2 separate regions of the Ovis canadensis genome follow, and region 2 is linked to region 1. The links are chromatin contacts, called in public Hi-C maps. All regions are on one chromosome and are shown on one strand. Each heading gives the region's core, a stretch centred on a gene start, on an enhancer-like site or on the middle of the called end of the contact. The rest is flanking DNA. Distances are from core to core; before and after follow the strand shown. Region 1 holds the start of RASSF5 (Ras association domain family member 5). Region 2 overlaps RASSF5 (Ras association domain family member 5).

Evidence for each region. Hi-C and Micro-C count contacts between places; a contact is called where the count stands out from the background.
Region 2: a Hi-C map of fibroblasts shows a contact between it and region 1, with 2.9 times the contacts expected there. The contact joins the enhancer-like site here to the promoter of RASSF5 in region 1. A contact is called at or near these places in 2 of 2 Hi-C or Micro-C datasets (fibroblasts and lung).

What each region holds. Positions count from the first base shown.
Region 1 is chr12:15,270,535-15,276,761 of ARS-UI_OviCan_v2, forward strand. It overlaps RASSF5 (Ras association domain family member 5), which reads left to right and starts at 3,721. Exons shown (of 6, transcript XM_069545272.1): 1 at 3,721-4,226. The coding sequence starts at 3,764.
Region 2 is chr12:15,337,254-15,343,480 of ARS-UI_OviCan_v2, forward strand. RASSF5 (Ras association domain family member 5) reads left to right here. Exons shown (of 6, transcript XM_069545272.1): 3 at 5,641-5,751. Among named protein-coding and RNA genes, the nearest start is that of EIF2D, 33 kb to the right of the region's middle. Within about 2 kb of position 2,523, the one cell type or tissue checked has open chromatin away from gene starts, as enhancers often do. A contact at or near this core is called in fibroblasts, where this site is marked.

The DNA of each region.
Region 1 (6,227 bases), core at 2,471-4,970:
CCAGCAGCCTGGATCCCTGACTCTGAGGAACAAAGTCTCCCCACCAACAGGCAAGGGGGCATGTGGTGTGAGTGAGAAAGCAGTCTCTGGGTGCAAGGCACTGGGATGTGGGGGTTGTTTACTGCAGCGTAGCCTGACCTGTCCTGACAGGTCCAGTGACCCCAAGCAGACAGTTGTACCGGCATAATCACTGGGAGGTCCCTAAGTCCCTTTGGGGGTTTCAGGCGACTTCAAATGCCTCCAAGCCAGACAAACCCAGAAACTTCCCCTTCAGAAAGTCAGGCCACATTCTCGCCTCCTCTTTTCCTTCCTACTTGGAAGCTCCCTGGTGGGTGGGGGCGTGGAGTGGGATGGGGTGGGGGTGTTAGGAGATAGCCTTGAAACAACTCACCCACTGGGGGAACCAAGAGACCACCTCTGAAGTGACCTCACACACTCAGACTCACTGTCAGCACCCTTCCCTTTGGTCAAAAGGAGAAACAGCACACCCACTCTTCTGGGAGTGAGTCACAAGCAGAAAAAAGCCAGCGGCTCCGAGCCAAGAGGATCTGCTAACGAGGGGAGAAAACTCCCAGTGGAGGCGTCTCAGCAGATGCTGTGGTCTCGCCCCTGTGGCCAGCATCCCGAGCAGTGCCGAAGTTCATCATCAGGCAGTACCCCAGGTCCTGACCCTGCCATGAGCCTGGAGTTTATTTAGTAGTTCCCTGATGAAGGAAAATGGGCTGTGTGTGTGAGATGGGAGAGGATGCTCTTCTGGGGAAGAAGGAGACTGGGCTGGGAAAGATGACATCAGAAGAGGCAAGTTCCCGGCAGAGAGCCTCCTGCTGGGGTTTGGGAGAGGCAGCAGCCTCGCTTGACCTCAGTCTCTAGCTCAGGGAGATGAACTGGGAGATAAACTTGATACATTTTTCAGGTTGGTCACATGGAATTATGTTATCTCCACTTTTTCTCCCTTCTGTCCCGGAAGCCACATGCAGGGCTCTGGCCCTGCTAGAGCGCTTTCTCCTTGCACTCCTCCAGATCAGAGCTGGGGCACGACAGCTAAACCGGAGCACTTTTCTGCCCAGCTCAGGAACCTGGGCAAAGGGGTTTATGCCTGATTATTCCAGACAGTCCTCAGCTTCCCAGGGCCAGAGGAGACACTCATCCCGTGAGCCTCTCCATCCCAGGAATCTGGGCTGGGCTGCCCAAACTCATGCTGAGGGGAGGGGGGTGGAGGACAGAAATGGCCATTGGTGGTAATTTCACAAACGGCATCTCAAAACTGGCTCCTTGGTGACGCACTCTGCCAGGTCGCTTCTCCTTGCCACATCAGACTATCACCAGAGCTCGAGCTTGGCCCACACCCTGGGCCTCTCCCAGCCCTCTGCTCTCCCAAGGTTGGAGGAAGAGATCTTCAAACAAGTCTCAAGCCTGTGGCCAGAGGTGGATAATACAGGCTGGATTCAAGCAAACATACACAACACAGGCTTCTGCAACGGCCTCTCGAGAACTGCTTGCAGGAGAAGTGGGAGAGATGAGGGAAAGAAGACCACAAAGGCAAATAGGTCTTTTCTGGGTCAACATCTGCAACGAAACATTGCAGAATTATCCCCCACTGTGTTTTTCTCAGCCGTGTCCCACTGAACTTCACCTGCTCTGCGGGGCAAAGAACAGAGAATCCTATTTTCTTCTTGCCACCTTCGATCTAAAGTAATAGGCCAGCAGCGTCAACACTGCCTGGGAACTTGTTTAAAATGCAAAATCTCAAACTGTTACATAAAGGATGGGCAAGCAACAAGGGAACTACGGTCAATGGCTACCACGCAGCACAGGGAACTACGGTCAGTGTCCTGTAATAAACCATAATGGGAAAGAAAAATATACAAAATCCCAAACCCCAGGCCCAGACAAACTGACTCAGAAACTCAGGGGGTGGAGCTTGGTAATCTGTAATTCCACAAGCCCTCCAGGTGACAGTGATGTATGGCAGCATTGGAAAACCACTGATGGAGAGAAAGCAAGGTTCAGACAGGGGAGAGGAGAGGGGCAGGAGGGGAGCAGAGTGGGGTGGCTGTGGCTCACAGGCCCCCATCTCCCACCTTCCGCTTCACAGCTCTGTGCTCTTGGCCACATTCTTGCCACGCACTCAGAAACGGCCTCATGAGGTGAGAACTTTTGGTTGAGACCTAGGGATCAAAGGATCCATGGTTGCCACCAGCATAAGGGAGAAGCCGTGGGCCAAAGCAAGCTGGGCATTCCCTGGCCTCTCGACTGTTGAAATTTTAGGAATCACCTAAAAACGAACCTCCAAGGGGAAATCCAAAAGCAAAAGTGAGGATTCCCCTAGAAGACACTAGGGGGAGACCCATCTCTGGCCTGGGAAGGGGAGGGAGCAACTCAGGTCTAGAAGAATTCAGACCATGTGTTTCTCAAGTTGATTCGCTGGTGACCTCTACTAAATCAACCAAATTGAACCGCACCTTTCGAGTGACCACTGAGTCAGAGTGATGGAACCAGAGAGGAGGAGCAAAGCGTTAAGTGTCTGCTCACTCCCAGTCCAGTTTCCCGCTAAGGAAGCTACAGAGGCTAGAGAGGACCCAGGGTCACACAGCAGGTCTGTGATGGGACACAGGTTCGGAGCCCCAGCAAGCCCGGTTCCCCACCCAGAAGAGATGGGCAGGGCCGCTTACCTACTTGGTGCGACACAGGGCTAAAAGACAATGCTAGCCTTTTGTTCAAAAACTGTTAAGGCTTTCAAGGCGAGGACAGCAGAGCATTAAAATCGAGAGGAGTGGGGAGGTTGTGAAGCCTGTCCTCGGACTGATAGAAAGGAATCTCTCTCTGAGTCCCACAGGCGGGCTGTCCACACCAGGTGCAAAGCAGGGCTTTTGCGGGCGGGGGTGGTGGTGGTATTTCCACAGTAATTACTAGAACATCTATGGGGAGAGGCAGATTTGACTTAGAAAGGAAAGCTCTCCCAACCCACGGGGGCCCGGAGTGTTGGCACGGACCTAGGATCACCAGAACTCCAGTCTTCCGGGAAAGGACTCTCCTACCGGCCAGGGCTGCTGCGAAAGGGGAAATCCAACCAGGGTGGACGCGGCGCGCGGACAGCCCGCTGCCATCAGCATCGGAAGCGTCCCCCGCCGTCACGGGACTCGGAGCCGCCGTGGGCCCGCGAGCCGCAGCCGGGCATCCCCTGCGTGCGCCGGGCTCGGGGCGCGCGGGGGCGGCGGACTGCGGCGAGCGCCGGAGGGGAAGGGCCGGGGGGCGCGTGAAAACCGGGAGGCCAGCGGGCCGACTCTGAGCCGGCGGACGTCTCGCTGGACCCCCATTCTCCGTTTCTAAGCCCTTCCCTCCGGCCCGCTCCCTCCTCGGGGCGGGTTGGACTGTGGATTGGGGGCGTGGGAACCTGGGGTTGGCGGGTGAAAATCTGGGGTTGGGGTGAAGGATGGGAGAGAGGAGAGGAGGGCTGAAGGCAGGAGGCTCCCACAGAAAGCCTCTTCCGAGTTGTCCTGTAAGAAGCTTTCCACGTGCAACCCTTCAGCTGCCCCGGCTACCTGAAGACTCCCCGGAATCCACACTCGCCCAGGCGTCCCCCACTGCCGCCCCTGTTCAGGGCGGTCGGTGGTTCCCGTGGGTCGTCCTTCCTGCCTCTCCGAGGTCTCCCCGCCCCCGCCCCGCCCCGCCGGCTGCGGCCCCTTTAAAGGCGCGCCGGTCTGGGGCCGCCCCGCTCTCGAGGCGGACTCGGGAGGAGCGCCAGCGCGGAGAGCCGCCCGGCATGGCCATGGCGTCCCCGGCCATCGGGCAGCGCCCGTACCGGCTGCTCTTGGAGCCAGAACCGCCGCGCTATCTGCAGAGCCTGAGCGGCCCCGAACTGCCGCCGCCGCCGCCGCCGCCGGGCCACTCCTCGCGCCGCTGCGCCCCCGCGCCCCTCTCCACTGCGCCAGGGGCGCACGAGAGACGCGGTGCCCGGAGGGCCGCCCGGGGGGACCCGGAGCCCCAGCCCCGGGCCTCGCGACCCGCTCGCCCTCTCCGGCCTGGTCTGCAGCAGAGACTGCGGCGGCGGCCTGGCGCGCCCCGGCCCCGCGACGTGCGCAGCATCTTCGAGCAGCCGCAGGACCCCCGCGTCCCGGCGGAGCGAGGCGAGGGCCACTGTTTCGTGGAACTGGCGCTGCGGGGCGGCCGCGGCTGGTGCGACCTGTGCGGGCGAGAGGTGTGGCGGCGCGCGCTGCGCTGCGCTAGTAAGTGTGAGGGTCCGGGCGGGGCGGGGCTGGGGGGCGCGGGAAGACCGCAGCCCGCCCGCGAGAGGCTGCGAGCGAGCGGGCTGGGGCGAGCCGAGAGGGGGCGCTGCCCGCTCCGGCTCCAGGGGAGACCGGGGGTTTCACCGAGGGAGGTAGCCCCTGGACACACTCTGCTCCTTAGTGCCCTTAGGTATGCTTATGCGATATTTAACAAACACCTCTTCCTCTGACAGGTGCGCGCCTTGCCCCTCTCCAGAAACAGCCAGTACACACACACACACACACACACACACGCACACACACACAGACACACACACAGACACACACACACAGACACACACACACAGAGGCTGGGGTTGATGCCTGATGCTACCAGATCATTCCCTTGTCTCCAGGGCCCTCTCTTGCTTTTTTGTAGCTTCTTGAGAGTGGGTTGTGAGGCTACTCTTGAGATGACCGTTTGGCCCCTGCTTATTAGGACAATGGCAGATAACTTTGTCTGCCTGCCTGTGGTACACCCTTCCTCCAGGGTGACCTGTGGGGACAGGGAAGAGACCTGGTTGGGCTTTGGATGGACAGAGGCCATGAGGCTTGAGAAGAGGGTGAAGTGACCCTGGATCCATGCCCTCTCCGGCCTTCCACCTCTGGCCGCTCGGACCTTTGCCCTCTGCTCTGATGTTTGGCTGGGCCCTGCTTCCTCCCCTTCCTCCTACTGGCTACTGCACCAGGCATCAGGCTCGAGAATTCCCCAACTACCTGCCCTGTCTCACTCTCCCCAGAGCTCTCAGGTCCCTCCAGCCTCCTCCTCTGAGCCAGAATCTTCTCAAAGCCTGACTATAAAACACTGGACATCCACCGTATAGATTTTCTGAGCACATTTGCGGTCTTCTTGGGGGTTTGTTATTTTTCTCTTCCAGCAGTTAGGTGTGTATATTTCTTCAGTGATGTTTCTTTTCTTCTTTTCCTATTAGATTTATCTAGAAAAATAGATTTTCCTGTTAGACTTATCTAGAAATATAGATTTTTTTCCTATTAGATTTCTCTAGAAAAATAGATTTCTTCTTTTCTTGTTCCCCACCCCATATTTGCTGTGGTCATATTTGACGATACCCACCCCCATGTGCGTATGTGTTTATATAGGTATTTTAAATATCTGAAGCACAAAGTGCAGACGATGGTACAGCGTCTAGAAAGCCTCTCTGGAAATGGCCTGGGGTTGCATCTTTCAGTCAAGCCTCTTCCCTCATGACAGCAGCCCCCATCTCCCATCCAGCTGTAGCACTGTGCAGCAGCAGCTATTACGCCCTCATCAGGAAAGCCTGGCCCGGCCTCTCTGCAGTCCCCAGCCGAGGCTGCTCAGTGTGCTCCCCACTGCAGCTGGCTTCAGGGAAGCAGAGCTCAGACTCGAAGCCAGGATCGAGCGGAAGAGGAGTGTGGGAGGTGGGGGTGGGTTCTGCTCCCGCCACCATCAGAACTCAGTTCAGGTGCTAATTAATAAGGAAAGGGGGATGGACACAGAAATGTGTGATGTGGGCGGAGGGCTGCTGTCACTCGGCAAATCGCCCTGACCTTCAGCAGAATCAAATGCAACTTTCCCACAGATGTGTTTGCAGCTTCTGCCCTCTCAAGGGCCCTGGGGTACTTGACTGCCTCCCGACAGTAACATAGAGAGGCAGTATCCTCTTTGTAATGGGTTTTAATGTGCTGGAATCCCAGGACAGCTGCTTCACTGGAATTCTAGTTTGTATTAGGACACTGAGGACTTCCAGTTAGTCCAGTGGTTAGGACTCGGTGCTTCCGCTGCGGGGTTCGATCCCTCATCGGGAAACAATATATTGCAAGCCGTGCAGCATGGCAAAAACCGAGAAAAGTTTAAAAGTAAGAGTGGAAAAGACACTGGAGGACTGTATCAATTGTTGAACATTTGGCATATAGTTTTACGACTTGTGGGGCTGTTATTGATAATGGTGTCTCTGTGTTTATTTGTGTATATGCGTGATA
Region 2 (6,227 bases), core at 1,273-3,772, 66 kb after region 1:
ACACTCATTCTGTGATCACGGTCTGCTACCACAACAGAGCTAAGTAGCAACGGAGACTAGATAGAGTGCAGAGCCTGAAATGTTTGCTGCCTGGCCTTCACAGAAAATTTACTAAGCACTAGTGTAGAGAAAGGAATGAACAAACTCTTGGGCACAGGGGCCAGTCCAAAGGGAGTGCTCCAGGAAAGTGAGAAATGAGCTTGGCTCACGGAGGTGGGACTTTATATGCCTGGAGTAATAGAGCGCATGTCTTTGGATGGGTTCGCTCATTTCCAGGATGCCCCCTGTTTTGTTTGGCTTTACCTTTACTTCCGTATGAGACAATAAATGATTTACAGAAATGAGGAAGCGAAGGCTTAAAGACATGCTCAAACTCTCTCGAGATCACTTTGTTAGCAGTGGGAGTCAGAATCGGAACACAGGCTCGTGCTCATCCTGAAGGTGTTGCCTGAGCCTCTCACCTGTGCCAAGCTGGAACTCGGCTCTGGGGGTCCACGGTGGGGAAGACAGGTGCTTCTCTCACAGAACTCAGTCCAGACTGCAGTGCCAGCCTCACTGCACTGTAATTCCTAGCAGAAAGTGAGACTGCTTTCCCCCCACATAGGAATGGGGCCATTGCAGGTTCTTGAGCAAACATTTATTATCTGCTTCATGCCCAGGGCCACCTGGGCAGAGAGCAGAGACCTAAGTATGGTGTAAGTCGTTAGGGAGCTGCAACCTAGTTGGGGAGAAAAACCAAGCTGGGTGGTCTACTCGGAGGTTAGTATAAGTAGATGGGATTTAAGTGCAGGACAGTATAGTGTTAGCTTTGGATGTAGGTTAGCTTTAACCTTCCCGAGCCTGTTTCCTCATCTGTGAAATGAGCATAGTAAGTGTACATTTCTCATAAACTTGTGGCGAGAGTGAAATGAGCCAACAGTACAGGCTAAGTGAGAAGAACAGTGCCCGCTCAGAGCTGGCCAGGAAATAGCAGTAAAGCATCGTTGTTATCATTCAGGGCTGAGATGCTCAGCCTTGACATCTGAGGGACCTGACATCATGAGAGGCCTTGACAGCTGAGGGACTTTAGACAGACCGGAGTAAGACGGTGAACGCAGTGTGCAAGAAGAGGCGGATGAATTTAAAAACAGGGAAAGTGAAATTTCTGGCAAAAAAAAAATATGGTTTGTGATTTAGGTCCAGAAAAAAAAAAAAGGCCTGAATATTCTAATGGCTCTCGCAGGTTCTCCTCAGCGCCCTCCTCACTCTGGGGGGTCCCCCTCGTTGCTGGGGCTTTGTGGGCCTCCCTGTGTTCAGCTGCTGCTGCTGCTAAGTCACTTCAGTCATGTTCGACCCCGTGCGACCCCATAGACAGCAGCCCACCAGGCTCCTCTGTCCCTGGGATTCTCCAGGCAAGAACACTGGAGTGGGGTGCCATTTCCTCCTCCATTGCATCAGGGGAGACTAAAAGCCACCAGCTTCGCTCAGAGTCTTCTCAGCTCACTGGGTCACTTCCCAGTGACCCAAATTAAGACTTTATGTCATTGATCGAAATGCAAGATTCGCCAGTGTTTGGGTTTTTTCTTAAAGTAAAATTCAGCTTGGGGTAAATCTGCTCTGAGATGGGCCCCAGACCACCAGAGGATGGTCCTCTCTTCTTTTGGTGTAATGGGTACTTAAACTGAAAAGTCTGAGGATCACTGTTTCAGGACGTGTCTCTACTCTGAGGCCTAGCACCCAGCCTCTTCACCTGGCTGTACCCCAATAACACTGAGAGTTAAGAGAGGACGCCGCCCTTGCCATGGCTTAGGACATGGGAACACAAATCTGCTTTCACCAGTGCCCTGGATGTGCTGGGTGCATTAGGAACAGCTCAACCATCTGCCACCCACGCCAGGAGCTTCATCAGAGCATCCATGCAGGAGACACCGAGATGTGTCAGCCTCCTGGGAGAGACACCTCGCAGGAGAATGCCTGTATCTTTAAAACCATAGCAGAGTCAGTCTCCCATTCTGTCTCCATCTTGGGCCACTCCCAGAAACAAAACTGTCTGTCTGGCTTCTAGCTTCGTAGCCAAAGATGGAGGCAAATCTTTCACTTTGAGGATCTGAGAATTCGGCAGGTGAATAGAAAGTGGGGTCTTTGACTTACCTTCTGAAGACTACAGACACTGGATATTGCCTTCTTGGTAAACCTTGGGGGCAGTGGATATCTGTGGGTGCCAAAGTGTTAACCCTGCAGCTGGATGGCAACCCTGGAGGTCTGAAATTGCCTGGGAGTTCTTTCCCAACACTGCTGCACGTTAGCATCACCTGGGAGATTTTTAAAATCCGTCTGCTCAGGCTGCACCCCAGACCACTTAAATCAGAACCTCCAGGAGGGAGCCCAGGTGGTGGTGTGTTTCTGAGGCTCCCCCAGAGGAGTCCACGTGCAGCAAGTTTAAGAAGCACTGGTCTAGAATTTCTGCCCTCTCTGGAATGGGAAAGGGGAGCAGGCGGTGCTGGCGGTGCCTGGCTGGCTGATTGGCTGCTTCAGGAGCTGATTCATTCAGTCCACGGGTTAGATCTTGTCTGCCAGCCCTGGTGTGGGTAGCGGCCTGGGGTGCTGCCGTCTGAGGCTGGGAGATCGAGCGTGCCGGCCAGACAGGGCTCCTGGCACTCCCGGATGGGGCTGTCTTCTGCGTCAGCCCCGCGGAGGCTGCCCACAGCCGCTTGCGTCACTTCCCCAGGTTTGTGGTGGGAAGCGAGGGATAGATGGTCTGCTGATGGGAAAGAGAACAGGAAGGAAGATCTTTAGGTTAAGGCCGCTCTGACCCTTACTGTTCAAAAACAGTCTGGAACGCTGGCCTTTGAAAGCCATGATGCAGCTGCCCTTTCTAACAGGGAAATGGCTGTTGCTCATTTGGAAACCAAGAGAGATCTTCTAGGAGCTGCTAGACTTTTCTCTCCATCACTTAGCTCTTTTTTATAGAGGAGCCTGAGAAGGCTGTTAACCCCTAAGGAGCAGGAGCCTGCATGTTTCGTAGATGAGCGGAATGGAGCGTGTGTAATAATAACTGGATGCTGGCTTTTCTGACTGGAAGCTCCCAGAGGGCAGCAGGCTCACCCGGTCCTGTAGAGAGGTGCCCAGCAGGTTGGGGGCTGGGGTGAGGTCTCCAGGAACTAAGTGGGGAGGGACAAGGAATGAGATGCTTTACTGTGAGGGTCCCTGGGGAGCACGTCGACAGCGAGTGAAGACGGATGTGCGGCTCACACCAGCTGCTGCTCCTCTCCAGCAAAAGGGAGTCCCCCAGGAACTACTCCTCCTGAGTGGTCCTTGATGGACTCAGGGTCCTGTCCCAGGGATCCGAGTGGCCACACAGGAGAGGGGCGAGCCCTTTCCTGGAATCCTGTCGCCTCCTGCTGGGAGACAGAAGTCCCTTCTTGACATCTTCACGGGTGACACGGTGGCCCCAGGTCCTGAGGCTTCTGGGGACCCACCAATCAGACACATCTTAGCTGAACATTTCACAGGTCAGTGATGTATCGGTCTTGGTGAGGAGGCTGCTCATCCCCGCCTCGGAGCGTGCAGTTTCAGTGGTCACCGTGGGGGCGGCAGACGTGGGCTGTCCTGGGGTGACCACGTGGTGACCACGTGGTGAGCAGAGCACTCTCAGGCAGACTTGAGGGGCTGGGCGCCGGGCCCCACGCAGATGCTTACCAGCAGTGGGACCACACGCGTTTCTCAACCCGGCAGAGCTTCTGTCTGTAACCTGTAAAATAGGAACAGCACATTTAGTGTGTAAGAGATGGTGTGTGGAGGCACAGTGCTCTTCTGACCAGCCTCCTCGGAGAAGAGCAGAGAGGGGCAGACAGGCCCGCGGAACACGCTGTGATGGAAAAAGGGCGTCAGCGCATCTCCGCGCTGAGGGCCGGGTGTGGGAGGCACGCCAGCTCCCCTCCGCGGCCCGAGCTTGACGGCTCACCGGCCCTGTGGGGGAAAGTGTGAGCAGGAAGTGAAGGCATCCTGCCCAGTGTGACTTGTCTCCCACGGGCTGGCGAGAAGGGCAGCTCTGCCCCAGGAATCCGGCGTGTTCAGCTGGGTGATGCTGCGATGGCAGCGTGGCTGGGAAATTCCCCAGCCAAGGCAGACAGACGCCCACAGGTCGGTGCTGCGTGATGGCAGCCGGGAGAAAATGATCGCCCTCCGGGCCTCAGTTTCCTCATCTGCCAAAGGAGAATCCCGACCCGCCCTGGGGTCCACTGGATTTCTGAGACAGGCAAATTCTAGGCCGATTTCCACCGACCCGTTTATTCCCGCAAACTGTGGCTCCCGCATGCTCAGCCGCACAGGAACAGCATGAAGACAAAGCCAGGAGGGTGGGTGGCAGCGGACTCGAGAGAAGCTCGGGGAGCTGACAGGCGGACAGAGTTGCCGAGACCCCAGAATTCTCCCCTGGACCGTCTCCGCAGTGGGAAGGCCACTGGCCTCCACGTCCTCAGCTTCATTCTTCCCGGAGGGGGTCTTGGGCGGGGGTGCGGTCAGAAGAATCCACTGTGGTGTCGTGGGAAGAACGCAGCATAACAGACGGGTCCCTTTGAGCTCTGCAGACTGTAGGGCTGGACGCAGTCCTAACCTCCTCTGAGTCTCGGTTGTCTCAACTGTGAAATGTGGGTGATAAACTCAATCTTGCAGTTTGGTTCTGAGGATTAACTGAGACAGTGCATGCCAAGCACTTGGCATGGAGGAGGCTCTCAGTAAACCCAGGCCAACCCTGAGCCCCAGCAGAGAAGAGTCATCCCCTCGGTTATCAGAGAAAGCTGCAGCCCTCTGCTCCCACCAGTTGTGCATTTGTTTGATAAATACGCATATGTATGTGTGTGCATATGTGTGTGTGTGGATGTGTGTGTGTGTGTGTGTGTGTGTTGCTCAGTCGTGTCCGACTCTGAGACCCCATGGTCTGTAGCCCGCCAGGCTCTTCTGTCCATGGGATTTCCCAGGCAAGAATACTGGAGTGGATTGCCATTTCCTTCTCCAGGGGACCTTCCCAACTCAGGGATCAAACCCGGGTCTCCTGCACTGCAGGCGGATTCTTTGCTGAGCCACCAGGGAAGCCCTGGGACCTGGGGCCTGAGCTGATGTCCGTGTGCCTTTGGCCCGCTCAGCCTGGGAGAACTGCTGTCGTTCCCTTCAGCACAGGCTGGGATCGTGTGTGCACGCCTCTCTCCAGCTGTATTGTTACTTCCTTGAGGAGACGACTACGGCTTGCATGTCTTTGCATCTCCCATAGGATCTGAATGGATCTTTCAGTAGCAGCCCTCAATGAGCAAAACAGCTTGCCAACTCAGCAGATTCATACCTCCAGTGCCTGTGTGTTGGGCCCTTTAACGGTGGTCTTGCAACAAGCCTGAAGGATGGGGTATGGCCCCCATTTCACAGGCGAGGAGACTGGCACCAAGAAATGTTCTAGCCACTTCCTGGGGGGAGCTGGCCAGGCAGTTACCACAGCTGGCATTTGACCTTCGATTGTTCTCAGCCTGAGTCCATCCCATTCACTCCGTGGTTCTGGTGCTTACTTACTCTTGGTTGGAGAGGCCTTTAGGAGGAAGCGGTCACTCCCTTTCTCATCCTAAGAAGTGTGTGCAATGCACGTGTCCACCCTCACGTCTGTGTCTGTTCTAGAATGACTGTAAGCCCCCTGAGGAGCCTCAGCGCCCGCCCACTCTGCAGGAGATCAAGCAGAAGATTGAGAGCTACAACGCCCGGGAGAAGAACTGCCTGGGCATGAAGCTGGTGAGTGTCCATGCCCGCGCCCCATCCCTGCCCCCACCTAGCTCACAGCCCCTTCTGCTTTGGCTCCGTTCTTTCCCCTCGGAATCCTGGGGCTCCTCTCCCCAGGAGGGCGCTCCCCTTTCTTTGGGGCTCTGGAGGCCTCCAGGCTTACGTGAGGCCAAGAACCTGGGCTGTCCGTGCTCTGGGGAAACAGACTGGGCTATGGGATGAGACCTAGATCCCGTCTCTGGCTGTTTCTCTAAGTTGAAGCTTTGGGAAACCTTAACCTCTCTGAGCTTCAGTATAAAATAGAGACATTAGTGTCCAGGTGTCAAAGCACATGTAGGCATTAAATGATATGCAGGTGACTAGGGGCCCAGGAAGCCCTAGGCAAGGGGTGCAGGCAGCCCTCCTCCCCTTCTTGGTCCTCACATCCTGTGCCTGGGGCAGCCTGCCTGACTGCAGAGCTCAGAGAGGAGGGCACCAGCTTCGTGCTG